Linked DNA regions of Mus musculus: all the other regions are linked to region 5. The links are chromatin contacts, called in public Micro-C and promoter capture Hi-C maps. All regions are on one chromosome and are shown on one strand. Each heading gives the region's core, a stretch centred on a gene start, on an enhancer-like site or on the middle of the called end of the contact. The rest is flanking DNA. Distances are from core to core; before and after follow the strand shown.

Region 1 (3,542 bases), core at 316-2,815, 4.3 Mb after region 5:
GTAGGGAAAATGACACCCCCCCCCCCCGTTCCAGTCTCGCGCCTAAAGGGTGTCCAGGTTTCCTCCCCGCTGTGTTGTTTCTCCTGCGGAGATATACAGAGGTGCCAACTCTCCCCAGGTAGGGCTCCAATAGCCCAAAGAATCAATCCCATCATGTGCAGCTTTGGTCGACAATGCATCTATTGGGATTGTTAACTGGACTGCAAGTGATACAGGCACTGCACCACCCAGCATGGGTGATGACTCAGGAAAGAAAACTGCATCACTGACTGCAGTCAGGTTGTCAGCCTCCCTCCCCCTCCCCCAAAGCTACTGTTTACAGTTTATAAGCACTACAGGAGAGGGACCTCATGACACTCCCACTACACTCACCTTCCAAGGGTGTGCTATGGGCCCTGAGCTCTCCAGCCAGCGATCAGTTGCCCTCATATGAGAGAGAGCATGGACCCAACCGAGGGGAAACAGCAGCAACATCCCCTATCAATAGTCATCTACCAACTCCTTTGAGGACCTGAATTAGATCCCCAGAATCCACCTTAAAAAGGGAAAGTGGGGGGGGGGCGGTACACAGTCCTGGAGGAATGACACTTGAGGTTGTCCATTTGTTTACACAAGCACTCAATCACAGACTCGCACACATGCCAACAACAACAAAACCTAATAAAAATAAAAAGAGGAGGGAAGGTTGGAAAGAGTGGGCTCTCAGAGGGTACGATGGAACAAGCTTGTAATCCCAGCATTTGCCAAAAGAAGGTAGGAAAAAGCCAACATGGGTCGCGTGATCCTGTCTCAAACCACAAGGTCAACGGCCTGGTGCAGTGGCACACACTAGAAATCTTAGCACTTGGAAAGCGGAAGCAGGTGGATCCGAGGTTGAAGGCTGGCTTAGGCCACACACACACACACACACACACACACACACACACACACACACACACACACAGAGGGAGAGAGAAAGAGAGAGGGAGAGAGAGAGAGTTAGTTAGTTAGTTAGTTAGTTAGTTAGTTAGTTAGTTCAAGGCCAATTTGCATGAGAAAACAGGAAAATGAGCCTATGGGTGAATGTCCTGGTGTGTGTGTGTGTGTCCTGGTGTGTGTGTGTGTGTGTGTGTGTGTGTGTGTGTGTGTGTGTGTGTGTGTGTGTGTGTGTGTGTGTGTGTGTGTGTAGGCCCTGGGCCCACCTAACCCCGGAGAAGGCTAGTCTGTTCGGGCGTTTCCACTCTGCGAGGAGGAGCACCCTTGGGTGGAACCCGGAAAGTGAATCAGCAGTTGGCAGTGCCTGACAGGGCAGGGCAGAACCACCGCCCTGGGGTCTGGAAGGACCGGGAGCAGAGCAGACTCCAGGCAGTGCGCACACAGGGCAGGACAGAACCACCGCCCTGGAGTCTGGAAGGACCGGGAGCACAGCAGACACAGGGCAGGGAGCATCCCGAGCCAAGCCAACTCCGAGCTGGGTGCGCTAGGAGCGGAGCAGACTGGGGCGGGGTGCGCTCCGAGCGGAGCAGACTCTGGGCGGGGCGCACGGGCGCGGAACAGACTAAAGGGGTAGGGAGCATCTTGAGTGGAGCAGACTCGGGGCGGAGCGCACTTGCTGCACAGCAGCTCGGGGCGTGATCAGGGCGGGACCCGGCCGGCGGCAAGGCGGAAGGACTTTTTGGACTTTGAGCCTCCGGTTCTCACCTATAAGATCCTGAACCCCCCTGGCCCGGCACGTCCGAGATTGCAGAATGGAGGCCGGACTGCTATGGTTCTGCAACTGGAGCACGCTGGGCGTCTGCGCCGCACTCAAGCTGCCGCAGATTTACGCGCAGCTGGCGGCGCGCAGCGCGCGGGGCATCAGCCTCCCTAGTTTACTTTTGGAGCTGGCGGGGTAAGGTCCCGGGAGGCCTGCGAGGAATTGGGAGTCCGGGAAACCAAGGGTTAACTCGGGGGCTCGGGGCTAGGAGGTGCTTACCCGGGGCGCTCCCACCCACCTCCCCTGCTTCTTCCCAAATTCCACGATTTGCCTGAGCATGCCCATTTTACAAATTCAGCGAAGATGGGGAACTTGAGTAGACGTTTGAAAATTGAGCTGGGGTCCAACGGGTAGGGATGGCCTGTGACTGCTGCAGGAGCCAAGTTCTCAATAGCCTTGGCTATGTAGTAGAGTAAGGGGCAAAGTTGTAAAACTTTGGTTGGAAAAAGCAAACGGAAAACACACCCCTAAGTCCTGTGATCTTGCACCAGGCTGAGCCCTCTCGGTTTGACACTAGCCTCACCCCACGGTCACCCATTGGTCCTGTGTCCATTCAGTGGGGCGCGCCCATCTATAGAGTTGGGGAAGGGGTGCGGTGCTTCAAGGTGTACCTTTCCAGGGACGCTTGATGGTAGGCGGGGCTCTGAAGGGTCTCTGGCCCGTAAGGCTGCACAGTACAAGAGTATGTGAATTTCAGAGAAGGGAGAAGGCTGTCAGGGTGAGAGGTAAGGCAACAGACAGACTGGAGGATGCAAAAGTGACAGTCTGGCTGTGGCAGAGGATGCGGGTGTGAAGTCAGGAGAGCTATTTGACCTCTGGTTTGCTAAATTCTTCATAGGCATCTGAAGCTGAGGCTTCAGGATGCAGGACTGAATAGAAAGCTCAGGGATGCCTACAGAGTGCCAGCCCAACGTCTCCTATTCTGCTTGTAGCTAACTCTTTGCTGCCTGGCTTTAAATTCGTAAACTCAACCAGAGATGGTCTCAAATCCAACAGCTGACTCCAGTAGAAAACAGCTCTGGCCATGGAATGTTCCCCGGGATCTGGAAGGGTCTTGCAGTAGGTCGTGCTGTAAATAGCAGGCTCTTTCTGGAACTCCCAAAGGCCTCCCTTTCTCCCTTTGAGGCAGTAGGTGGGCTTAGCAGGGTTAAGACCAGTTCTGTGGCCAGAAGGCACGAATATGATCCACCATTGAAATCTACTAGTTATTTATCCCTACTTCCGCCAGACTACAATGGTTCCTAGTTCCTGAGAACTTTCTGAAGGTCCTTCTGGGGCCCCTACAGGCAAATCCTCAAGCAGCTTTATTGGTAAAGTTGTTTTAATCCAGAGGCAGGAACAATAGGGATAGGACGGCAATCTACCTGGATCCTGTCGGTCTACATTCTGACTCCTCCTTCCCTTCTTTAGCTCCCTTCCCCCTCCTTCTCCCTCCATGAGTAGGGTGGTCACTACAATTCTGCTTCCCTCCTGGGCCTTGCTTGCCTGTCTGCCTGCCCCTCACCAGCCAGATGGTCTCTGAGGCATCAGGAAGACACTAAAGGACACCACTGTCAAACCAGCTTTCATACACCAGAGGCGATTCCTTGGGGGCATAGGCCCTCCTCTGATTTCAAGCTCAAACTCTAAAATCATGACTTGAGGGAACTGGATCTTGGCCAGAGCCTACTTTAATGACACCAGAGACTCCATGCCTGGCTGATGATTGCTTTAGAGAAACCTGAAAAACAGAGTTACTTATGCACCATCCCCAGGGCACAGGGGTCCCCCTAAAAGCATAACCAGAACTAGGGCAACATCTCCTGGT
Region 2 (3,775 bases), core at 73-2,572, 3.6 Mb after region 5:
CATCCTCCAAGCACTTGTTGAACAAAAGGGCTCGCGAGTCTGTAGTCGCAGCCTTCCGGAACGCTGCCGGGGCGCAGGAGCCTTCCGGGCTAGCGCCCTACGCTGCGAGCTCCCCGCACACCCGAAGGCCGTGTCAAGCAGCCAGTAAGGTGCGGAGAGAAGGCAACGCACCCAGCCGCCTAAACTTTCTCAATCTCTCCAAGCTTTCGCTGTGAAGTTAGATCAAGGAAGGAGGCACAAACCACCGTATAGGAGGAAATGAGAGCGTCATCCTCAATAAAGGCAGAAAAAGATTTAAAGAGATGAGAATCCAATGAAGAGCACCTACTGTGCGCAAGACTCTGGGTCAAGAACTACGTGTAGTACGTTCTCACACTGTCAAGATAGCCCCTGAGGGGCCGCCCTCACTTGATACAGACGCCAACTGCGACTCAAAAAGGTGGCCCATCTCAGTCAGGCTCAGGTCTCAGGGCGGGTCACGGCGAGGCCAGGGCTGGGTTGGTCTTTCCCACTGTCCCAGAGCTGAACACAGCCAAGCGGGTCCCCATCCCTCATCAAAGCTCACAATTATCCAAGTGAACCTTGTGGACCTGCCGCCCCCACCCCACCCCGTGAGGGGTGTCAACGCCCGCTGCCACCAGGCAGGCACTTTGCCCATCGGATTCTAGTCGTACCCTCAGGTTCCTGAGCTACGCACTGCGCGGAGCGACACCAACCGGGGGCTCAGCTTGCCCGGGCAGACCGCCCACGCCCACCCCGCCACCCCCACTCTGCGCACAGCGGCTCCCCCCTCGACCCCGCCAGCACTAGTCCCCATCCCCACCGGCAACTGTGCCCTGACACACAATTCCACAAACGTAGTCTGAAAAGTGCACATCCCATCGAGCGCAACGATCCCCACGAGGACACGCCATTCTAGAGCCACGCCACCGTCCGCGGTCAGCTGCAAGCCCACTACGCAGAGAAACAGGCACCATCAGTACCGGCGCACACACACCCGTTCACTCACAGCCGGGTCGCAGCGAGCGGGTCACACACGCTCCCTCCATGCAACCCCGCAGTCCCGCAGTTTCCCCTTTCCTACCGGCTCTGGAGCTGGACGCGGTCCGCTGGCTTCTCGAGCCCAAGTTCTGCGGTGGCCGAGGCTGGGGAGGTGACCGAGAGAGCGGGCGTTTGCGCTCCCGCAGCCGCCGCGCCTGCTCTGCGACCTTCGCCGCTCGGAGAGACAAAAGGATCCGCCGGCCCAGGAGAGAGCGAGGTGTGGGCGACGGCCGCTCTGCAGGTCCACCACCCGCAGCCGCCGCCAGCCCGGGAAGGAAGGGAAGAGAAGGCGGGACCCGGAGGCGGAGGCCGGGGCGGGGCGCATCGCAAGGGCGGGCACTCAAGTTTCCAACGGACCCGCCTCCTGCTTCGACCACGCCCCCAGTCTTAGCCCCGCCTCAGCCGCAGCCTGGTCACGCCCCCGCCCTTTGCCACACCCGCTGCTGGACCCTCGGTGCGCCCACTCTGGTCCATATAGCTCCCTGATCACTCGCAGATTCTCAGCGCAGCAGAGGATACGATGGGTGTTAAGGCCACTGGGACTCGGGACGGGGAGACTCTGGGGGGGTGGAAGGGGAAGGAGAGCAGGGGAGGGGCCGAGCACTGGCCCCACCTCCCTAACCCTTGGCCTCTGGCCTGCGGGTGGGGAGAGGCCGAGAGGCGGTGCCCAAAAGGGCCGGCCTTACGCCAGCACCCACCCACCCCGCCCCCGCCCCCGCCCCCGCCGTACTTGGAAGGAAGTACAGTCCCAATGGCCAGGGAAGTGGAAAAGAGGCTTGAGTTGCCCTAGGCTCCCCAGGACCATCTGGGATGCCTGCAAGGATCTCCTCCCTCTCCACATCAGTCCCGTGTGCATCTGTCACCCACTTTCCTGCGCGTGGTTTAAGAGAAGAGCTTGGCCTGGAGGTGGAAGACCTACGTTCCAGCTGTAATTACTTCTGCTAACTCATCCAGCCATCTTGCCAAGAAAACCCTTGGATTCCCTCAGCCTCGGTTTCCTCACCAATAAACTGGACAACGAGGAGATCCAGAATCCTTCTTGGGGTCTTTGCCTCCCTGACATTCAGTGTGGTTTCAGTTTCCTGGTGAGGAGGCGGGGGCTTGGTTGACATCTCCCATAATAGGGACATCTGGCCTTGTGGGTCCCAGTGGTGCTTCCTTCAGACTCCCAGCATACTCTGGCAGATCGCACCTGCCATGCCCACCCACTGCAAATATCCCAGAAGACAGGTAACCACAGAAACAGCTTATATGAGGAGCTGGGCGAGCCTGTTGTGCAGAGATGAAACTGTCTCTCTGGCGTCTCTAGGGAAAAACTCAAATCCCTCCTTCAAATCCTCCTCCACAAAAACATGTGAGTGAACTCCTACTATTCAGGAGGCTGCCAGGGGTACCTGTAGTAGAGCAGCTCGGAGGTGGAGCTCTGGGGCCTTCTCCACTCCTCCCTGCCTCTGGTGCAGAAAGGCAAAACTAAACCCAGAGGGCTCAAGGGAATGACAGCTGTGAGAGTTAACAGCGCACCACCTGACTGATTTCGAGGGCTAACCTTTGGGTCTCTCTGGCCATGATCGCTTCCTTCTCAGTAAAGACCCCACGGGAGGTCAGTCTGCCCCTTTCTGTAGCACAGCACCACACAGGTATCTAGGGTTACAGGTAGGAGGTTCCCAGAAAGTGGATGGCTGAGGCAGAAGCCTTCAGATATCCTGTTAGCTAGGGCGGGTTGCTTTGTTCTGTGGTCTCCTATTTGTTCTCATTCAACACAAAAGAGGGAGGCCTCACTCAGACACCCAGAAACCCTCTGGCTTCTATCTAGTGACCTCAGCAGAACCTAAGGTCTTTGCAGGTCACTACTGGCTCTCAGCATTCATTTAAACAACAACAACAACAAACAAACAAAACTAAGATAGCAGAAATGGTACCTCAGGAAGGTCTTTTAGGAGCTGGGCCTGGAAGTAGTCTGAGTCATCTCTGCCCACATTCTTGGTCCAGAATTAGTCATATGAACCTACTTGGTTGTAAGGGGCTCAGGGAGTTATGGCTTTATTGGATGCCTGAACACACACACACACATACACACACACACACACACACACACACGTGCGCGCACACACACATACACACAGGGTAAGCACATAAATATAAATTTAAATTAAGTAATAGCTTACTTATTAGTACTTTAAGAAACCTGAGGGTAGCTGGGTGTAGTAGCACACACTTTTAATCCCAGCACTGATCTACATAGTGAGTTCCAGGTCAGCCAAGGCTACATAGTGAGACCCTGTCTTGAAAAAAGAAAGAGAAAGAGAGAAGGGGTGGGGGCAGGGGGAATTCAGTCTACATCATACCTGGGAGACTTTCAAATCAACATGGTTCCTGGCCATAGTCCCTTGCTATTGACTCTGCAGCCTCTTTATTTTCTATCATGTTTTATTTGCAGTTCCAGAGTAGGCTGCCAGGATTGTAATGGGTGAGGCTCCATCCTGGTGATGCTGTCTACCCTTCCCTTGAACACAGAAGCTGGCAGAGAAAATAGCCAGAGAACTTCCTATCAGCACCAAGAGTGACACCCAAGGAGGTGCCCAAGAAGGGAAGACTTTGGGGGTGATTGTGTTCTGCCAGCTAGCAAAGTTACTAGATCCCCCTCACACGCTTAGATGGCTCAGGTCTAAGGAGATCACCAATCTTCGATCACAGAGTCCTTTTGTGGTTTTTTTGTTGTTGTTGTCAGTTTGGG
Region 3 (3,903 bases), core at 772-3,271, 4.7 Mb after region 5:
TCACTTCCTGGATTGTAAAACTGAGTACGGAATCGAGGATGCTGTACTGCTGAGCCCAGGATTGGCTCCTTCCTCCTCTAGCTAGAGTCATTAGGTTATTTCCCCTCTTCCGACTTGGGCTGAACACAGCAGGTACTGGGATTGGCTCAGGGGATCACCTCAGTTCTCTGGCTGAGTCACAGCTCAGCGGCAGGAGCGTGGCTGCAGACAAAACACTGCCTAGGGCCCCACCAGGGGGGCTCCAGACTTTGCCGGGTTAGAACACCTGGGCTTCAGAGACTCCAATTTTTGTATAGTGCGACCATCTCCTGTGACCTAGTGAATGTTTCTGAGATAAGTGACCTGTTTGTGGGATCTTCTTATAGGCAGCAGGCAAAGCTGGTCCTATCTTTGCTACTCAGAGCTGTCTGGGTGCGTTTGCGGTTGTGTGTGCGGGTTCCAGACCCCAGGTTCATTTGTGGGGTAAGGGCTTTGGGCTGGACTTTATGTGTTCAGATTCTCCTCCACCTGCTTCAAATCTGGAAAATAATAATAATAAAAATGACCTTATTTAGATGACAGAATGTAAGACTGTAAGACATGCTTTCTGGAAGGCCTTGGGGTGGGGGTGTGGAGGATGGAGGAGATGATGGAGGTGGGGCAGGGTGCCTTCATTCTGGGGTCCAGAACCCCAGGACTTTGTGGGCAGCGGAGACAACCCTTGTGGCTACTTGTGTTGCCCCAAGTGCAGCTGGAGCGCTTCCACCTCTGTCTTTATGCTCAGAGTCACCCTGCCTGTGCTGATCTCCTGAGCACTGGGGTGGAGGCAGCCCAGCCTGGCTCAGTTCCCTTGCAGGTCTTCGGTGGCCTGGTCTTGGACTGGGGTCCTAGCTTGCTTGGTGGGCAGAATCCCTTGAGAGGGATCTCCAGTGCCTCGGAAACCCAGTGTGGGGGTGGGGGTGGGGACCTGTAATTCCAGAAACCGGAAAGCAGAGGGATTGGAAGTTCGTGGTCACCTTTAGATTCGTAGATTTTAGGACCAGTTTGGGGTACACAAGCCACTCCTCCCTGGACCTCCCCACGAACTAGTTTTTCTCAAGGTGGGACGCACCCGTCATCATTCTGACCTCCCTCTCCTGGGTTGCTTGTGGCTGGCATCCATTTCTGACTCATATTTCTGCATATAGTTTCCGGTGACAGGTACATTATACTTGGGCTCTCTCTGTTGGTCTACGAGACCCCAGGTATATGTTCTCCAGCAGTCTTCCTCAAGGTCTTTGCTCTTCTGTCCCCCAGAAAGCACTGACTCTTCGGAGGGTTGTTGTATATATAATTTGATATTTATTACCTGGATGTAGCTCAGTTAGCGGATGTGAAGCTCTGGGGTCCATTCCCGGCTCGCATAAAGTAGGCATGGTGGGGGTAGGATTGCCTGTAACCTCAACACTTGGGAGGTAAGATAGGCAGATCCGAAGTGCAGGGTCATCCAGGAACCCATAGAAAGCTTGAGGCAAGCCCGGGATATAGGAGTCCTTGTCTCCTAGTAGTCTCGTGACACTTAAGAGTGACTTGGTCTGACTTGAGCCATTCCACCCCCAGACCTGGCATTGTCTGTTATTATTTATTCCTTCCTGGCTCTGCTGACTGGTGGTGAATGTTAGCCAGGAGGGAGGCAGGATGTGGGAGTGCTAAGATTAGGAATTGATCCCTAGCTTGTGACAGGCACATCAGGGGAAGAACTAATTGTAAACTGACATAAGGTCAAAACAGGGTCAGGCTGTGGAATTAGAAGACTTTGGCTGCCTACTCCCTGGAACGCCAAGGCAGACAGTCCAGTCTGGGGAGGGATGGGATGGGAAGGGGGAGGCGGGGATATGAGAGGGAGGTGGGAGGTGGGGTGGGGTGGGGGGGGGGTCTGTGGGCTCTGAAAGCATCCCAGCAGCACGCTCCTCCAGAGTCCCCTGGCGTCGCCCCGGAGACTCCGCCTCCTTTCAGGCCCCGCCCCTTGCCGTGCTTTAGCTGACAGCCGCTCCGGCCCGCTGTTTGCATACAAAGGCAGCCACACGCGTGCGCGCCTGCTCGTGAATCCTCTTGGTGAGTAGCAATGGGGACCCGGGGCCCAGCTTGCGCCCCAAAGCCCATTACTGAGACGTGGGGCCCCGCAGGGAGGCGATGTGGGCCGTGTTGTGACACAGGCCTTCCCGTGGGGTGTCGAAGCTTGCAGGGACCCCGTGGCGGTCCGAGACCCGGATGAGACGTATCCCAAAGGGTTTAGGATTCAGGCTTTGCAGCCAAGGAAACTGAGTCTAGGCTGGTAGGTTGACCTTCGTGCCCAAGGGCACGCCTCCGCTGGGTGGCAGCGAACTGGGAACCGGGATTCTTAGATAATCAAGCTCGCAGCAGGCCTCTCTGCAGCTTTGCAGTCTGGTGGGCACTGGGCCTGTGGCTCCCTTAGTAGCTGCAGGCACTTTTATCTGGGAAAGGCCGGGGGGAATATGGGAGGGAAAGCAATGCTTTGGAAGTCATATTAAGTATTAATATTAAGTCATATTAAGGGGACAGAGTCAAGGTGGCTGGCTGATAATTTGTGTGGCCAGTAGTTGCTCCAGACGCCCACCCTCCTTGGCAGGAGGCAAGAAGGAAAGCAATGGTCTGGGCTGGGCTGGGGCGTGTGGGAAAAAGCTTCCAACTGGGTAGTGAAGTTGTGGGGAAGACTGTAACGGTTCTAGGAGGAGAGGATAGCGGCCCATGGGGATTCACACATATACTATCTATCCTTTGTTCCATAAAATACGTTTTATGAATGAAAGCAGTTAAGGACTAATATCTGCACCACTAAGGGGACTTTCTAGTGTTCCCAGAAAGGCTGAAAGATCCCACTGTGTTGATTCCCTGTGTTGACAAAGCTTCCTGTTTGCCGACAGCGCGCTTCTGCTGTCACGGGTTTTGTGTGTGGGTGTGTGTTTTGGCCCTTATTCCTGCTTGTGTAGGGCCTGGTGGTTGGATTGGGAAGCCTGGGGCTGAGCTTGGTTTTGTCTTGGTGGCTGTCCCACCTCACGTGATTTCTACCCTTTTTAGGTGGCAGTCAGCAATGTTCTTATGATGCTTGTCACTTTATTGAAAGGGACAACATGCCCAGTCTTGTTGCCTGGGTGATAAGTTGGGGTTCAGATGAAGGAGATAGGATCCTTGGTTGCTGTTCTGTGTGGGGTGCTGTCTGCTGGGGAGGCTGGGGTGGGTCTTTGCTTATCTATTGCTCTCAGTGCTTCAGGCTAAAGAGAGGGAAAGGTCAGGAGATGGCAAGACAACTGACTACTGATAGCTGGAAATCCATGGGCCAGAGACATCACTTGGGAGCCTCCCTATCTAGAGTGAGGGAAAGGCCACCCTTTGTTTACTAGACTGATGAACCGAGAGGCTCCAGGTTGTTACAACTTCGGATTGTTACACCCTGATGGGGCAGCCCAGGGTACCACTGAGGTCCCTTTATAGGGCTAGGCTGGTCCTGGCTACCCAAGGCTAGCCCCTGGTCCATAACTTGGCACACCCTTTCCCCACCTTAGATTGTGAATCCATTTTTTTGTGTGTCTTTTCTCTCTTAGGTTCAGGGTCTGTAAGGGACCAATAAAGGTATAAATTGATTTGAAAAGCACGCGGGTGGGAATGCTTAGGGGCACAGGTATCTTGTTTCAGAATAGCTAGGTATGGGGTTGGTGTTCTTGGTTTCTGGAGCCTTTTGAAAATCAAACAGAAGGGAGTGGTGCAGGCTGGTGGGTGAATTGGCTGCACTTGGACGTCTTTGTACGTGAACTTGGAGCTGTCCTCTTGACCTGACTGTCTTGCCCAGACTAGTCTGGAACTCAAGGTCATCCTGCCTCAGCCTTCTTGGTGCTAGAATCACGGGTGTGTGCCACCATACTCTGC
Region 4 (3,688 bases), core at 20-2,519, 3.4 Mb before region 5:
GCAAAGATATGACCATAGGGGCCAGACAACCTCCTGGAAGGGTATTTTGATTATGAGCCTTCAAGTGGAATCAATGTCCAGCCCCATACTAGGAAAGAATGCGAACGTAGGTTCCCTTGAGTCCATGTAATACTGTGTTCTCACCAGGAACCTGCTCCGCACCACTTCTCTGGCCCCCTACATTTCTATCAGGTTCTGTTGCTCCACACCCTACACCTTCTGACAGAGGTCCCTGCCATGACTTCACTCAGTCCCTGGGCCCAAGCCTGCAAAGTCCCATTTTACCACACCCCTTCTCACTTAGACTCCACCCTTCGCCCAGCTCTACCCTTACCAGCCCATTAAGCTTGGCTGACACACCTCTTCGAACCACACTCTTGCACACTCGCCTATCAAGACACACTATTGCCTTGCTCCTCATTCCGTCGTAACCCCATCCAGGCACTCTGGCCACACCCTCCTGAGATACCTTTACTTTGGCTCCACCCACAGCCCCTCCCACTGCACTCCTACCAGATGCTCTCACCACACTCCCTCCCTTCGGCTTAGCCTTTGCCCCGCCCCTAGATAAACTCTCACTATGCACTCTTACATCGGCCCCGCCCCACAGTCCTACCAGAGGTTCTCACCAAGCTCTCTAGCTTCGGTTCCGCCCTCTTACACTACTACCAGGTGCTTTCACCATGTCCTTCGCCTTGGTCCCATCTAGTTCCCCCAATATCTCCTCCAAGCACGCTTGCCCACGCCCTAGCTTTGGCCACGCCCCCATGCTGCGCCCCAGCTTTGACTCCGCCCCCAAGTTCCCGCCAGCCGCGCCCACATCCAACAGCGGTCCTCCTCTGGATTCGGGTGACGTCATGGCTGGAAATAGCCGCGCCGGGCGGGGCCGCAGCGGACCAGAGACAAAGCTGAAGGCAGGCTGCCGCGCTAACACACCCCCCTCCCCACCCTGACCCGGCCGAGCCTCCGGGTCCCTGTCCGGACCAGAGCAAATCCGCAGCCCCCACCGCAGCGAGAAGTCGCCATCCCTCCCGCGTCCCCCGTCTCGTCCCGCGCTCAGCCCCGTCACTTACCGCGCGCCCGTCGCCGGGGCCGGTGGAGCCCGGCGAGTGCATGGTGCCGTATGGCCTGCAGGCAGCAATGCTGCGAGGCAGGAGCCCTGCGTGCGGCGGAGGCTGCACGTGTGCGGCGGGCGGCGGTGTCCCGAGCGTCTGTTCCCGGCGCGCACCTCCGCCTTCCTTGCCGCGCGGCTCTGCCTCCGCGCGGCCCGGGAGGCGCGGGAGGGGCGGGGCGCCACGGAGGGAGCGGCCCTGGGCGGGGCGCGCGGGCAAACCAAAATACACCGCTCCCTGCTGGGGGCATGGCCTCTGCCGCCAGCCAATCAGCGCCAGGCCGGCAAGAAGCGGGCCAATGGGCGCCGCGGGGGGGCGCGTGATCGGAGCCTGGCTGCGGCGTGATCCGGCGGGGCGGGCGGCGGCACGTGTTTTGGTCCGGGCTAGAGGCGGGGCGTGAGGCCTGGAAAGTAGGGGAAAGGTCCCGGCGGCGGCGCGGCGGCAGTCGACCGCAGTAAGGTCCTCTTCTGCCGCAGGGGCTGCTCGCAGAGGTCGCGCGCTGGCCCCACGCCGTGGACGGATCTGGTAGGCGGGACCCACAGGGACGGCCTCACCCTGTCTCTAATTTCTTTTAAGCTGTCGTTGGCTCTTAGGACCGCATCTCTGCCCAGGAAGAGGCTTGAAAGCTGCTTGGGTTTAGGGACGACATCCGCTTTTTCCTGCATGGCGCCAGATCAAATGCTCTTCCTACTCTAATCTGCCTTCTGCTACAAAAGAACTACAGCCGTGTAGTCAGCCACTCGACATGTACCTAATGAAGCCTGCGCATCCTCCCCAGTGGCCATACAAAGGACACCCACTTGGGGTGTCCTCAGGCCTACGTGAGACCTGACCCAAATCCTGAGTATCCGTTTTTTCCCCTTGGGCCTTTAGGTGCGGTTATTCATGTACACTCATCACAAGTCTTGGAGAGCAGAGGTCAATGCATGCAGTATGTCGTGCCCACCTCCAACCTACAGTGCAGCAATAGGGCACCCCTCTACTAACCCCCTGATGCCTCACTGCAGAGCCTTGAAACTAGTGGAGGTCTGGGAGAATCATTGCTGATATGAGCAGACAGGAGCTGGACATTATGCTGCCTATTTTTATCAGACAGGTGAGCAGGCAGAGAGGCAGGCAGGCAGAGAGCCCTGTCCTTAAGCTGGTAAGGCCTAAGGGTTATAGTTGCAACCCTGATTCCTCAGTTTCACACTGGCTTGACAATGGAATTAAGTGAACCAAAGAAAGGGAGTTTGTTGAAAGTAACAGTAGGAGTGTTTAAAGGTGAATTCACATGTCTAACTACTGGGGCATTTAACACACATGGAGTTAGTCTTCTACTTGGGCCTGTTTAAATTGTTTTTGCTTCATTCCCACACTGAATTTCTGACTCCCCGTGTTCACCCTTACCTATAATGCCTCCGCCCCATCCAACGTCCCTACTGTCTCCTGTTCTCTCCACACGTGGTTTTATGGCGTATGTGTTGGAGAATAATCTCCAGAGTAATATGTTAATAGTATTTGGAGAGGGAGCCTTTGGAGGGTGATTGGGATTAAGGAAGGGTTATGGGGTCTTAAAATTAGAGAGACCAGCTAGTTTGCTCACTCTACCTGACCACGTGACACTCTTGTGTCATAATCCAGCAGGAAGACCCCCTTCACACATACACACACACATATACACACACACATACACACACACACACACACACACACACACACACACACATGTCAGAGGGTGAGCAGAATTAGCCTTCCTGGATTGCAGAGCTCTGAGCAGAATGGACTTTTTACATAGGAAGTGGAGGTGTGTGGCTCAGTTGGTAAAGAGCTTGCGTCAAGAAGACCCGAGGTCCACCCCTAGAACCGACATAAAAAGCTAGGCATGGTGGTACACACCTGTAATCCCAGCACTGGGGAAGTCCAGACAGGCAGAAAACACTGGGCTTCACTGTTCAGTCAGCCTGGCCAAGTCAAGGTCCCTACACCCAATCCCAATGAGACACTCTGTCTTAAACAAATCCGACAGAACCAGGGTGGGTGGCTCCTAAGAAATTACACCAGAACTGGGCGGTGGTGGCTCATACCTTTAATCCCAGCACTTGGGAGGCAGAGGCAGGCGAATTTCTGAGTTTGAGGCCAGCCTGGTGGGTGTACAGAGTGAGTTCCAGGATAGCCAGGACTACACAGAGAAACCATGTCTTGACACCCCCCCCCCAAAAAATGAGACTGGAGGTTAACATCCAGGCTCCACATGGACACACACACACACACACACACACACACACACACATCCAGGCTCCACATGGACACACACACACGCGCGCGCGCGCGCGCGCGCGCACGCTATATATAAACTTCCTGGTCTCGGAAGTGTTGTTATAACAGAAAAATAAGACAAGCAGCCAGGGCTCCTCTGGGTCACCTGTCCCATCAACTGCTGTCTCCAGAGTTCAGCATTTGCTGTGACATTACTGGCACGTCTTCCTTGGACAGCCTCTCCCAGCATACTTGTGGACTCAGACTGACCTCATGCCCTCACTGCTGTCTCTGCCTCACCTCCTCATACACTCTGCAAGCTCTGCAGTGTTTCTGTG
Region 5 (3,815 bases), core at 454-2,953:
TTCACTCTGCCCCTTCAGGACAGCTCAGTGGCTCACGAGCAAAAGGCCACTGAATGAATGCTTTCAAAAGGGAAAGTAGCCACAACTTTAATCTAATTCCCACTGTATTACACAGTTGCTTTAAATCTTTTGTCGGCTTACTATAACTGGTGTGATAAACAGTCAAGCTCTTTAGTATGTATACAAGGTCCTTCATAAGGTAGAGATAGCCTGCCCCAATCCGTCTGCTAATCTGTTACCTGCAACCAAAGTAAAACTGGCCATAAATCAGAACCTTTTGTGTGCGCCTGGAACATTATGGTTCCAATACTGTCTTTAATTTTTTCCAACTCTTTAAGCCTTAGCTCGAATGTCAATCACATTTCCAGAATGCGTGAGATCTGTCAGAAGAGTTTCCAACTGTTTTGAGACTCAGCACAGTGCTGACCTATACTCCTGAAACAGATGTCAAAATGAGCACTGAGCACGGTCACTGGTATCACTGCACTGCCCAAGAGCAAGCACTCCTCACAGTGAGTGCTTTTTTCCACATGAGGAAGTGGGTTCATTGAGGCTACTTCCGTATTAAACAGGAAGACTGGGTTTCAGGTCTGACACCAACGTAGCTGTCTATTTTCACAAACTCATTCCAGCACTCCCCACTTTACAATTTCACCAAAGGCGTGAAATCAATGAACTCAGCCCATGCCTGGTGATTTTGTTTGATATTTGCTTAGTGTATATAGGGAGATGACAGCATCACTTGGGTACATTCATTGGTAAGTGCTCAGTAAATCTTACTTTATGAGTGGGTAAAGGAGATAGTTTCCGGCCTTTGAAAATGTACACATTCATGTGGTGCCAAATAGTGTCTCATGCTGAACAACAACCACGTGTATTGGATGAGTCTCACCGCTCATCCAGTACGTTCTGCACCTTTAAATGTGTGAGGCAATTCTCTACAAAATATTCCAGAACGCCATTTCCACTAAAACCAATCTTTTATGGTGATTTAGCTCTTAATTTCTCGCGGAAACGCCTCAGCTTTCCCCTCTCCAATTTCCTCCTACCTTCTGCTAAGGTCTGAGCTCTCAAAGTACATACACCACGTCTTTAATTTCCCCGCCCATCTGAGCACGTGTAGGGTCCTGGAAAGGAGGCAGATGCAGTTCTTCCTTGCAGTGTCCTCTATCTGTCGGTTCCCTCAAGGCTTGCTCTGATGTACGAGATCCAGACTTGTGTTAATTGGCAACCCTTTCTTTATGAAAACACCCAATGACCTGGATTTTTTTTCCCCAAAATACCCTCCCCGAGACTGAAGGAAAAATGACATTCAACCTAGATAGCCCATCGATCAATGTTCTCCAAATCCCTTGAACCTGAGAGGCTGGACCCGCAGCTGCCTCCGCGGGGGTCCCTCCAGGCTCTCACACATACGGGGAGGGGGGCTCGCTCCCTCTCTAGCGCATCCCTTACAGGGGTCGGATCAGCAGCTGGTCGCTCTCCTCTGCAGGAATCGCAGACATCCTGGCAGTCTCAGGAGCAGCGTGGACCACGAACTCGTCGCCGCAGTCTCTAAATTCAAAGCACAGCTACTGCAAACCAAAGAAGAAAAAACCCCCACCACCAACACACAACTTCCGGCGCTCTAGCGTTCCCGGAGCTAGATTCGGCCCTCCAACTTCCGGTTCGAGAACGAGGTTCTTTAGGTTCCCGGAGGTGCGGTTAAGGAACTGGAGGCGCGGCCTAAAGACTGCGCCTGCGCATGATAGGGGCGTGGCCCAGCGGACCAGGGCAGGAAAACTGGCAAAGCCGGAGCTGGAATACGAACTGGAATAACCTACCGGCCGCCGCCGCTGGACCATCCCACACCCCGCGAGACCGGGGCGACCGGGGAACGAGCCGAGGAGGCGAGGTGAGAACCGGGCCTCGCCTCAGCCGGGCCAGAGGGTGCGGGTGTGTGGGGAGTACCCCGCAGCCCGCCGTCCTCCCATTCCCTCCACGTCCCGAGGCTGAGGCACCGACAGAGTGCAAACCGGGGAAAGGAAGAGGAGCTCGGCGCCCGGTCAGGGAGGGACCCGCGTTCCCGTGACAGGTCTACCGCCTGCCTCCCCGGGGACCAGGCTCCGCAAGACCCTGAGGCCTCCCTCTGCTTGTTGCTGCACCCAGGTGGGGTTGGAGTTAGCTGTCTACATCCTCACTTGTGCGAGGCATGTGTGCAGAGCTTTGGAAGCCTGATCTTGTCGGGGTCCCCAAGTAAACTTTGTGATGTGGGACAAGTTATTGAATCTCTGGCTTGGTTGACTCACGTGAATGCAGCTGGGCGTTCTCACTGCTCGGAAGGCTCCGATGACCCTAGGGACCGGCTGCTCCAGATGGGCCAGAGTGAGGGCTAGCGGTTTCTGGAGCATCTTGGCGACGTTATTGGATATCACCTCCTAGGGCAATTGTCAGAACCCTGTAACGAGTCCTCTTCCGCTATACTGTCTATCTACTGAGAACCAATTCAGCCTCGCCTTGCACTAGTTAGTTGAGGGAGTGGGAGTTTAAAGAAGAAGATGACATTTTAATGCTGTGATCTGATGTCTTTTAGTCCAACCTGAAAGTCCAAGGAAGGCTTTCTTTAAAAGGCCCGAAATAAGTTGTGCGAGGCAAGTAGTTGCCAAGGAACTTACAAAATGAGAGTTCTGTGGGAGGGAAAGTTAGATAGTATAAGAACATACAGGAGCTTAGAACCGCTCAGAACCAAAGTGGCTTTGCGTTCCTGAGAGATGTGTAGCTCATTGTTGAAGACAAGCTTGAGAGAGAGTGGTTGGAGAGCCCTGGGTGGGTTCTTGCTGGAGGGATTTGACCTTCCTTAGTCAAATCTTAGTAGTCAAATCTTAGTAGGACACCGGTGAACAACGGCCTAATAATACTGAGCTCTGATCTGTGTTTGAAAGAAATCATTGTTATCTTCTTTTCCTCCTCCTCCTCCTCCTCCTCCTTCTTTTTTTTTTTTAAAGATTTATTTATTATTATATGTAAGTACACCGTAGCTGTCTTCAGATGCACCAGAAGAGGGCGCCAGACCTCATCACGGGTGGTTGTGAGCCACCATGTGGTTGCTGGGAATTGAACTCAGGACCTTCGGGAAGAGCAGTCAGTGCTCTTACCCGCTGAGCCACCTCTCCAGCCCCCCTCCTCCTTCTTTTTGTGGCTAAAATGTGGAGGCAGACCTTAGAGCCACAAGGAGTTCTGTAGGACAAGATCATTCATTCAGAGAGCTGACTCAGTGGATAAGAGCATCTACCTGTCTTATTGAGGATCCAAGTTTTGGTGCTTGTGGCTCAACACCAGCTCCAGGGGCAATCTACTCCTACACACACCTTTTCTTTTTTTAAAAGTAAGGGCTTTTACCCACAAAGCCTCTATAGTGGGTGTGTGGATTCTTTAAGTGTGTCAGACTGTGAACTTGGGCGTTTTCTATAGATTGAGGATCATCACATTCACGCTGAAAGAATGCCATTAGTTCCCCCCAAAGATGTGGGGCTGGTTACCAAGCTGAGGCAGAGTCTGCCATGGACCTGGGATCCTGGTCCTTAGTTGGATGTGAAGGTTGAAGAACAGTGAGGGATTGATGATTTTCTGGTTCCTACCAGTGATGGCTTAATTGCCTGAGTGGGAGAGACGAGGGAGGAGCAGGTCGGAGCCTCTGGCAGTTTTTGCATTTGATGAATCTGTGTAACTTTCAGCTGACAGATAGCATCCCCTGGCTCATTTTTAAGCATGAATAATTTAGAAGCAAGAACAATTTGATTAAGTACATACACCCAGAACAGCAGCAGATATCAAAG
Region 6 (3,931 bases), core at 985-3,484, 3.9 Mb after region 5:
CCTTGTTAACCGGAAGGGGGACATCACACCACCAGGAGAACAGTGGCCAACAATGCCAAAGACAGAAGGCAAAAAGCTTATTTCCCACAGCCCATGCCTGAGAGCCAGAGAACTGAGGACACTGCCCACAGGCAGATGACAAGCTGGAGCACCCTGCATACTCACCGACATTCTTCTTCTGCAGTGCTCTCTTCTTCCTGTCAGAAAGCCACTACGAGAAAGCAGACAGTGCACTTTAAAACACACCTAAATTATCTTCCACATGCAAAATAATGTTCATTTGAGAAAATGTATGCTTACAGGAAATAATAAAATGAAAAGTAGGACTATTCTATAATCTTAACTCCATGATAACATATATTCTGGATTTTCACTTTTTTTTTTTTTTTTTAATGTATGTAAGTGCTCTGTCTGCATGTATGCCTGCATACCAGAAGAGGGCATCAGATCCCAGAATAAAGTATTTCCACCCACCATGTGGTTGCTGGGAATTGAACTCAGGATCTCTGGAAGAAGAGAAAGTGCTCTTAACCACTTCCCAGCTTTTTTTTAAGACTAATTTATTTTATATATGTGAGTACATTGTTGTTGTCTTCAGACACACCAGAAGCATCAGATCATATCAGAGACCGTTGCGAGCCACCATGTGTTTGCTAGGAATTGAACTCAGGACCTCTGGAAGAGTAGTCAGTAATCTAAGTGCTGAGCCATCTCTCCAGCCCTCATATTCTGGACTTTCTAAAAAATATATTTACATATACTAAACAATTTTAAAGCATCTGTTTTACAAAGAATTATAAAAGCATAAAATTAATCCATCTAAGCTAAGATAATGCAAACTCTTGAAATGATGGGTTTTAATTTCTATATGGAGTGAGTGCACCCAATGTGTGTGCATATTCCTGTGTTAAGATAGAGTCACACAATGTAAGCTCTGTCGCCCAGGCTGAACACAAGCTCACAAATGTCCTGTCTCAGCGCCCTAAGCACTGGGATTATAAACGTGTCTCTTTGCCAGCCAAATGTATTTCTTACAAAGAATAGAAACAGACCTATGACTGGCCTAATAGACGACCCTGGATAAGAAGTGGTTTTTACCAGCACATTCACTGGAAGCTGATTTTCTTCTACAGGCAACAGTTGAATGAACAGCAACCAAAGCACTAGTCAGTTATCGTGACACTGAGTGGCTGGGTCTCTACCGGGACAATTTTGCTTCCCAGATGGCTTATGGCAAGTCTTTACATTTTAGTCTGTCATCACAATTGGATCTTGTAGGTATGGACCAGGGATGCTGGCAAACAACACTAGCAACAAGACTTGTCCAGCTTAAAACGTCAATAAATTTGAGGTTAAATGCCCCCAATAGAAAAAAAAATCCTTTCTAAAAGGGAAAAGTCAATGTACTATTCTTACTAGTTATGGCAAAATAATCTCTAAACATGTGAACTCACCTCCCTAGACCCTAAGTATACACCAAGGCAGTCTGCATTTGGAACAGGATGAGACTTTAAACAGACTAAGGGTGAGCCACAGTCCTCCTCTCTGCAGTCTGTGACTGTATTGCTCTGACTGTTTTCAGGCAATAAGGTTTTTAATTAAAGCACGTGAGAGTAGTTTCTAAACAGTTAGCACGTTCTTACACGTGAACCCAATGCAGGCAAAACAACGGTCTTGTCTTAGGGTTTTTATAGTGTGATAAAATACCATGACCAAACGCATCTTGGGGAGAAAAGAGTTTATTTCAGCCACACTTCTACATCACGGTCCATCACTGAAGAAACTCAAACAGGGCAAGAACCTGGAGGCAGGTGTTTATGCAAAAGCCATGGAGCAGTACTGTTTACTGGCTTGCTGGGCCTGCTTTCTTATAGAACCCAGAGCCATAGCCCAGGAACGGCACCACCAAGGGCTGAGCTCTTCCCCATCAATCATTAAGAAAGTGTCCTACAGCTAGATCTTATGGGGGCATTTTCTCAATTGAGATTCCCTCCTTCCAGTTAACTCTAGCTTGTGTCAAGTTGACATAAAACCAGCCACCACGGTCAGCCGATGGTAAGTTAGAGATACACGCTCCCAGGGCGATGGCGAGGGGGCGAGAACTCACCTCGGGAAGAGACTTGCCGCAGCTGAGGCTGTAAATCTTCACTTCGTTGAGGCTGGAGACCTGCATCGCAGCGCGGAGCAGCCGGAGCCCGGCACGCAGTCACAGAACGCCGGCCCACCCGAATACCCTAGCATCCAAACCCGAGGCGAACCGGCACAACGTGCGGGAACTGGCGCGAGCTGATGACGCACTTCCTGGCTCCGGAAGTGCGCGCTCACTAGGCTGCCCCAGGGCGGAGGCACTAGAGGCGGCAAGAGCGGGTCCGGGGAGATGTGCTCTGGGGTTGGAAAAAGCGAAAATGAAAAGAAAAATCGTACGAGAAAGCATGAGATGGGGAAGTGAGTTTGAACCTGATATCGTTTGAGACTAGAATGTGACAGTTATAACCACTTACCATTTTTAGGAAGTTCTGTTGTCCACATCAGAGGCCTTGGGATGACTTTCTAACAGCAGAGGACCCTCGCCAGTCTTTCTCTATATCCTCTTCCAAACACATTATGAAAAGACGAGTCTGGGAAAGAGAGAATGGTTAAGTAATGCTTTCTCCAAAGTCATGTGAAACCACTATCAAACCCTGGCTCCAGTCGACTCTTTGATAGGCACTTACGCTCTCATAGTCAGGGTCCACTCAAGCCCTCTCGGCAACTACGGTCGGGTGCTTTCATCTTCATTTGCCCCTGGGCCATGGCTCACTAGTTCCTGCTGGCTTTGCAAAGGCTTGTACTCTGGTGGAAGCCTTTTCTTTCTGAGCAGAGCGATCTGCTACAGAACTTTTCTGTGCTGTTTCTCTATCAAGTAGTGTTGGCACAGTCCCCGGACTCCCAGGTCTTAAGATGGTGCCATGTAGACACCACTCAGACCACCTTGTGCTGAGTTGCAGGTCCCTGTCAGCCCCTTAAAGTTCAAACAGCTGCTTCACTCCTTTCTGGGACGACTGATCTTTCCTCTGGGATCACCCATAGATGTGCTCAAGAATTTTTGACTTAGGTGATTGAAACAGTACCTTCTTGTGCTCGTATTCCAAATTAGACTGAGGAATTGCCAATTCCCAAGCGAGGCACAGTGACCCCCACCTAAAATTCTAGTGTCTAAAAGACTGAGACTGGAGAATTACCAAGGCCTGGATTACAGTCTCAACAAAAATAAATAAATAAATAAATGTATAAAGAGGTTAGAATCCCAAAACTTAGCGTGTAATATCTCAACTCAATCAAAAGTTATTTTGTGTCTTCAAAACTAGAAAATTCTCTGGCCTCCAGACCTTAGTTGTGATCTATTTATCACCACAATTGCCTGCCAGCACCATGACTGCCTACTTCTAAAACCAGCTTCCTTAATTCACTGTTCCACCATGCACTTTTTATTAGCTCAATGCTGTCTTCATAGTCACCTTGGCTAAATCTGTAGAGTAGCCCGTTTCTGCCTCTGGTTCCCATATTGAAGATCTAAACCTTGGCATCTCTGTAGTATTAAAAAAGGGAAGAATGAAAAAGGCTGGGCATGGTGGTGTGTGCATCCAGTCTCAGCACTTCAGAGAAGGCAAAAGGATGAGGTGTTGAAGATAATACCTATATAGTGAATTCAAGGCCACCCTGGGCAGAAGGCTCAGTAGGTAAAGGTGCTTGCCACCATGCTTGATGACCTGAGTCCTTGGAACCCACATGACAGAAGTAGAGAACAGACTTCTGCCAATTATTCTCCAGCCTCCATATACCCTCAGTGGCATGTTCATGTCCATAGACAAATAAATAAATACATAAACATTTTAAAAGAAAAATCAAAGCAAGAACATTGGACAGTTTGTTGATGTGTTCTGTTTCTAAT
Region 7 (3,957 bases), core at 409-2,908, 4.0 Mb after region 5:
CTGAGTTCGAGGCCAGCCTGGTCTACAGAGTGAGTTCCAGGACAGCCAGGGCTACACAGAGAAACCCTGTCTCGAAAAAAAAAGAAAAAAAAAAGAAATTGTCATGAATTCATATTTGTTTGATACACTGAGTCTTGTGAAAATTGAAAGGTAGAAAAAAAAGTCTAGTTATAGACACTTGGAAGGTAAAGTCATTACGGACTACCAATCATCTCCCATGTAACCTTGTTATAATCGACTTCTGACTGATGGCCACCCTAACTTTTAAGGTGCTTAGGTCTTAGACCTTTGATAGGGTAGCCATCTGTTAAGAGAAGCTCTCAAGGAACTAGGCAAAGTGTAAAGACAGAAGTCTTACTATATCAGCCATGGAAGAGGAATGCCTTCCTGAGGCATGGAGCCTCCATCCCTGTGGGAGCCTGCAGAGAACATGTTGCTCCCCTGATGCCCTAATGGCCAAGAGAAGTGGAACCACCCAGTTCTGCCTCAGCCTACCAACTGATGGCTCTAAGATGATCTAACAGGGTTAGGAAGAATCAAATACACTGTTCCTTGCACTTGCTCTCCAAGCAACAGCCCCACCCCCACCCGGGGTGGTGGTGGTGGTTTACTATGGCTGAATAGGTCAATGCTGACCCATCAAATCCTGCTTCTAAAATTCACATGGCCACTCTACACAGTGATAATGAGCACCACCGGGAAAAAAAGAACTCCCAGGGTCCACAATCTATGCGTGCAGATGGTTTTGCCATCTGTGGCTTCCCATTCAATCTCTGTAGCAGTTAAGGGTGTTATAAATTCACACCAGTAACATTTCTGCCTGGCAGCCGCTGGCAGCAGGGTAGCCAAAAAAAAGGCTGACTACCTTATTAAAATAATGAGTTAATTGATAGAATCACTTTTTCACAGGCACTCACTGGAAAACCAAAGATTAAATCTTTCCCTCTCATCTGCTCTCTACAGTAACCCAGAAAGTAGTATTTTTCTTGCTTACTCTCTTTAAATATGTACTATAGCTCATGGGGCGAACACGGTTGAAAAAAGCTGGCAGAGCAGTGAGAAAATATGCTCCGGGTCTCAACTAGTAAATGGAGGGAGAAGTGGTGTAGGGATCCACCTCCCTCTCCTACTTTCTAGCCAGGATCAGCTGAGTTAACTAATGTCAAAAACTATAGGCCCATTTACAAGGACAGCCGGGAGATGAGGGCCCCTCAGATTCGCCCACGAGTCGCTAAACATCATTCCCGGACACCTGGGTGGACGACCAAAGGCATTTTAAGTGCTCAGGAGTTGTGAGGCCTTGGTCAGTGGGCACTGCCCACTTCTAAGACACCTTCGGGACAGGCCTCTGCTATCTGCCTATAAAAGTGAAGGCTGAGCTGGACCGGAGGCGGACCGCACTCGTGGGGAGCAGAGGCTGCAAGTCTCCGACTCCCCGGGGCCTCCCGTAGTGGGCCCGACCTGGCCTCTCCCACCCAGCTCGCCGCGAAGTCCCCAGGCAGGCCCGGCAACTCGTCCCTCCACTCGGCCCTGCTTCGCGGCCCCGGCCCTTCAGGCTGCCTCCGACCGGCTTCCCACCACAGGCCCGCGCTTACCGAGCACCAGGCGAGCCATGCCGATCACCCGCATTCTGTCCGTGCCGCCGCTGCCTCGGCTCTGCCGCGCCCACGTCCCGCCCTCGGCTTCTAGCGGGCGGTGCGCCGGCGCGCGGAGGCGGGCCGGAAGGGCTCGCCACGCCGTGGCCGCCTTTCATTGGTCTCTGTGGACTTCGCTCATGTGCGTGGCCAATTGAAAGCGGCCGGGTAGAGGTTACCGGTTTGTTTTTTTTTCCTCGGGGGTGGGGGCGAGCGGAGTAGCGGAGCGGGGCGGGGCAGGGCGAGGATGGGCGGGGAATGAAGGGGCGGGGTCAGGGGACCTCCGGCCCTGTTCCTGCGGGGTACCCCTTGTTCCCCTAATTTTTTTCTGAGTTAACTGAAACAAAACAAAAAACCCAGGACTAAGGGGTCCTCATTTCTTCCTGGCTTTCATTCTTTTTCCTCTTTGCCTCTCTCGTGGCCCCTTCCAGCTCTCATTCCTTGAACTGTCCCTTTATGTCGGGAGAATAGTCCTAAGACTTCAGTGTGTTTGGGACCTTATTTATTCTTTTGTTCGCGGACTCAGCATTCAGTGAAAACCATTTGCCAAACTTATTCTGTATATAGTATCATTCCAAACTTTATTTTGTTAAATTGATTGCAAAGCCTTGTTCACTCATGTGCCCCTAGACCCTCAGAGTATAAACTGCGGGGTTTATCGTTCTTGGCTCTGGGGGTGAGGGCTAAAATGTATTGCTTTGCAATATTTACAAAGGTGTTTAAGGCTAACAGAGTGAGACACAATAGAAAAATAATGGCAGGGGATGCCTTTCTGTTGGTGTGCTTGAGTAACATGCGTGAAGCCCTGGCTAGGATCCCTAGCACCACAGAAACACAGCATGGTGACTATGGTGGCTAGTTTTATGGCAACTTGACTCAAGCTAGAGGAAACCTCAAAAACAACAAAAAAAAAAGCTTCTATAAGATCCAACAGTAGGACATTTTCTCAATTAGTGATTGAAAGGGCCCAGCCCATTGTGAGTGGTGCGGTCCCCGGACTTGCGGTCCTAGGTTCTATAAGAAAGCAGGTTGAGGGTAAGTCCTGAGCAGCGCGTCAGTAAGCCACATCTCTCCGTGGCCTCTACTTCAGCTCCTGCCTCCGGGTTCCCATCCTGTTTGCCTTCCTGCCCTGACTTTCTTGAATAATCAACATGGAAGGATAAACCAAACCCTTTCCTCCCCAAGTTGCTTTGGTCATGGTGTTTCATCACAGCTACAGTAACCCCAACTAAGACAGTAACACACCTGTAGTGCCAGCGCTAAAGAAAAGGAAGCAAGAGAATTAGGGGTTCAAGGCCAGCTTTGGCGACACAGTCAGTTTGTGGCCAGCCTGGACTACATGAGATCCTGTCTAAATTTTTTAAATGCTAATAAAAATTTTAACAACAATAATAGCTTCTTTTTACTGAATGACAAAACAACGCTGACCCTGGCCAGAGCTCTCTTGGGCAAAGGGCTCCAGGAGAAGTGGTGCCCTGTTGGAAGGTGGAGCCCTAGGAGTGCCTTTGGAGAGACTGGCAGGCAAATGAGGCTCCAAGGAGCACCAGAACCACAAGGCTGACTCTTGTAAGCCATTGGCAAGCTTTCCTGTCCACAGCAGGCACACTGCTTATTTTGGGACAGGAAGTCCCTCTGGAACCTTGGTTAGCTCCACCTTTGCAGGAAGGTGCCAGTGATCACAGAGCTATGTGTGGAGTCAGAGCAGAGGTGTGTGAGGTCTGCAGAGAGACATAGTTGGGCGGTGTGTTCTCCTGGAAGGCCCTGAGGTGAAATGCTACTTGTTTTTCTGAGGCTTTCCTCAGCTTTCTGTGTTTCCCCCTGAAATATGCAGCTGTAGAAAATGGAATTCCAGTGAGATCCTTTCCCTTGACGGATAAGGACTGGGAATGAAATCCTGTTTTCATCCAGACGTAGGAATTTAATTCTGATCACCTGCAGGGGATCCCCTCATTTCTTATTCCTTAACCCAGCCTCCTCCTCCTCACATGAACCATCAAGCTGCCACAACGTGTCAAAAAGGGGCGTGCATTCTGAAGCTACCAGCTGACTCTACCTCTTTAGGCCTGCTATGTGAACAACACCATAGTCCTAACTCAAAACCAGTCCTGATAGTGGTAATAGTTCTGGTCCATTTCATGACTCATGAGGTCCCCATCTAATCTGTCGCAGAGTAAGGCAAACGTGGACCTTTCCATGAAGCCTACTGTACACGGAGACTGGCTTGCAAATGTGTACCAGGATAAGCAGGAACCATTCCCTTTCATTAAAAGCAAAGAGGATATTAACAGTCTATGCTGGTCAGCTTTTGTCAGCTCAACGTCAG

Evidence for each region. Promoter capture Hi-C pulls out the DNA fragments that hold promoters and counts their contacts. A called contact is a pair of places that touch in the nucleus more often than the background predicts.
Region 1: a contact with region 5 is called in a promoter capture Hi-C map of cranial neural crest. The contact joins the promoter of Pqlc3 here to the promoter of Cpsf3 in region 5.
Region 2: a promoter capture Hi-C map of second pharyngeal arch cranial neural crest shows a contact between it and region 5. The contact joins the promoter of Hpcal1 here to the promoter of Cpsf3 in region 5. A contact is called at or near these places in 7 of 39 promoter capture datasets (the HPC-7 cell line, cranial neural crest, embryonic stem cells and 4 more) and 1 of 484 Hi-C or Micro-C datasets (CD8 T cells).
Region 3: a promoter capture Hi-C map of cranial neural crest shows a contact between it and region 5. The contact joins the promoter of Lpin1 here to the promoter of Cpsf3 in region 5. A contact is called at or near these places in 3 of 39 promoter capture datasets (cranial neural crest, frontonasal cranial neural crest and maxillary cranial neural crest).
Region 4: a contact with region 5 is called in a promoter capture Hi-C map of pre-B cells. The contact joins the promoter of Klf11 here to the promoter of Cpsf3 in region 5. A contact is called at or near these places in 4 of 39 promoter capture datasets (cranial neural crest, frontonasal cranial neural crest, pre-B cells and 1 more).
Region 6: a Micro-C map of the G1E-ER4 cell line shows a contact between it and region 5, with 8 times the contacts expected there. The contact joins the promoter of Nol10 here to the promoter of Cpsf3 in region 5. A contact is called at or near these places in 7 of 39 promoter capture datasets (the C10 cell line, the HPC-7 cell line, cranial neural crest and 4 more) and 2 of 484 Hi-C or Micro-C datasets (both in the G1E-ER4 cell line).
Region 7: a promoter capture Hi-C map of pre-B cells shows a contact between it and region 5. The contact joins the promoter of Pdia6 here to the promoter of Cpsf3 in region 5. A contact is called at or near these places in 7 of 39 promoter capture datasets (the HPC-7 cell line, cranial neural crest, embryonic stem cells and 4 more) and 2 of 484 Hi-C or Micro-C datasets (B cells and the G1E-ER4 cell line).

The regions. Positions count from the first base shown.
Region 1 is chr12:16,998,141-17,001,682 of GRCm38.p6, reverse strand. Pqlc3 (PQ loop repeat containing) reads left to right here and starts at 1,565. Exons shown (of 7, transcript NM_172574.2): 1 at 1,565-1,870. The coding sequence starts at 1,728.
Region 2 is chr12:17,688,356-17,692,130 of GRCm38.p6, reverse strand. Hpcal1 (hippocalcin-like 1) reads right to left here and starts at 1,322. Exons shown (of 5, transcript NM_001361645.1): 1 at 1,085-1,322.
Region 3 is chr12:16,587,888-16,591,790 of GRCm38.p6, reverse strand. It overlaps Lpin1 (lipin 1), which reads left to right and starts at 2,021. Exons shown (of 21, transcript NM_015763.4): 1 at 2,021-2,073.
Region 4 is chr12:24,648,952-24,652,639 of GRCm38.p6, reverse strand. Klf11 (Kruppel-like factor 11) reads right to left here and starts at 1,269. Exons shown (of 4, transcript NM_178357.3): 1 at 1,074-1,269. The coding sequence starts at 1,115.
Region 5 is chr12:21,284,185-21,287,999 of GRCm38.p6, reverse strand. It overlaps Cpsf3 (cleavage and polyadenylation specificity factor 3), which reads right to left and starts at 1,703. Exons shown (of 18, transcript NM_018813.3): 1 at 1,456-1,703. The coding sequence starts at 1,505. Itgb1bp1 (integrin beta 1 binding protein 1) reads left to right here and starts at 1,716. Exons shown (of 7, transcript NM_008403.5): 1 at 1,716-1,894. Gm25821 (a small nucleolar RNA gene) reads right to left here and starts at 73; the gene lies at 1-73.
Region 6 is chr12:17,346,796-17,350,726 of GRCm38.p6, reverse strand. Nol10 (nucleolar protein 10) reads right to left here and starts at 2,234. Exons shown (of 21, transcript NM_001008421.1): 1 at 2,108-2,234; 2 at 166-211. The coding sequence starts at 2,173. It overlaps Gm46336 (a long non-coding RNA gene), which reads left to right and starts at 2,325. Exons shown (of 2, transcript XR_001780553.2): 1 at 2,325-2,445.
Region 7 is chr12:17,264,290-17,268,246 of GRCm38.p6, reverse strand. Pdia6 (protein disulfide isomerase associated 6) reads right to left here and starts at 1,658. Exons shown (of 13, transcript NM_027959.4): 1 at 1,596-1,658. The coding sequence starts at 1,614.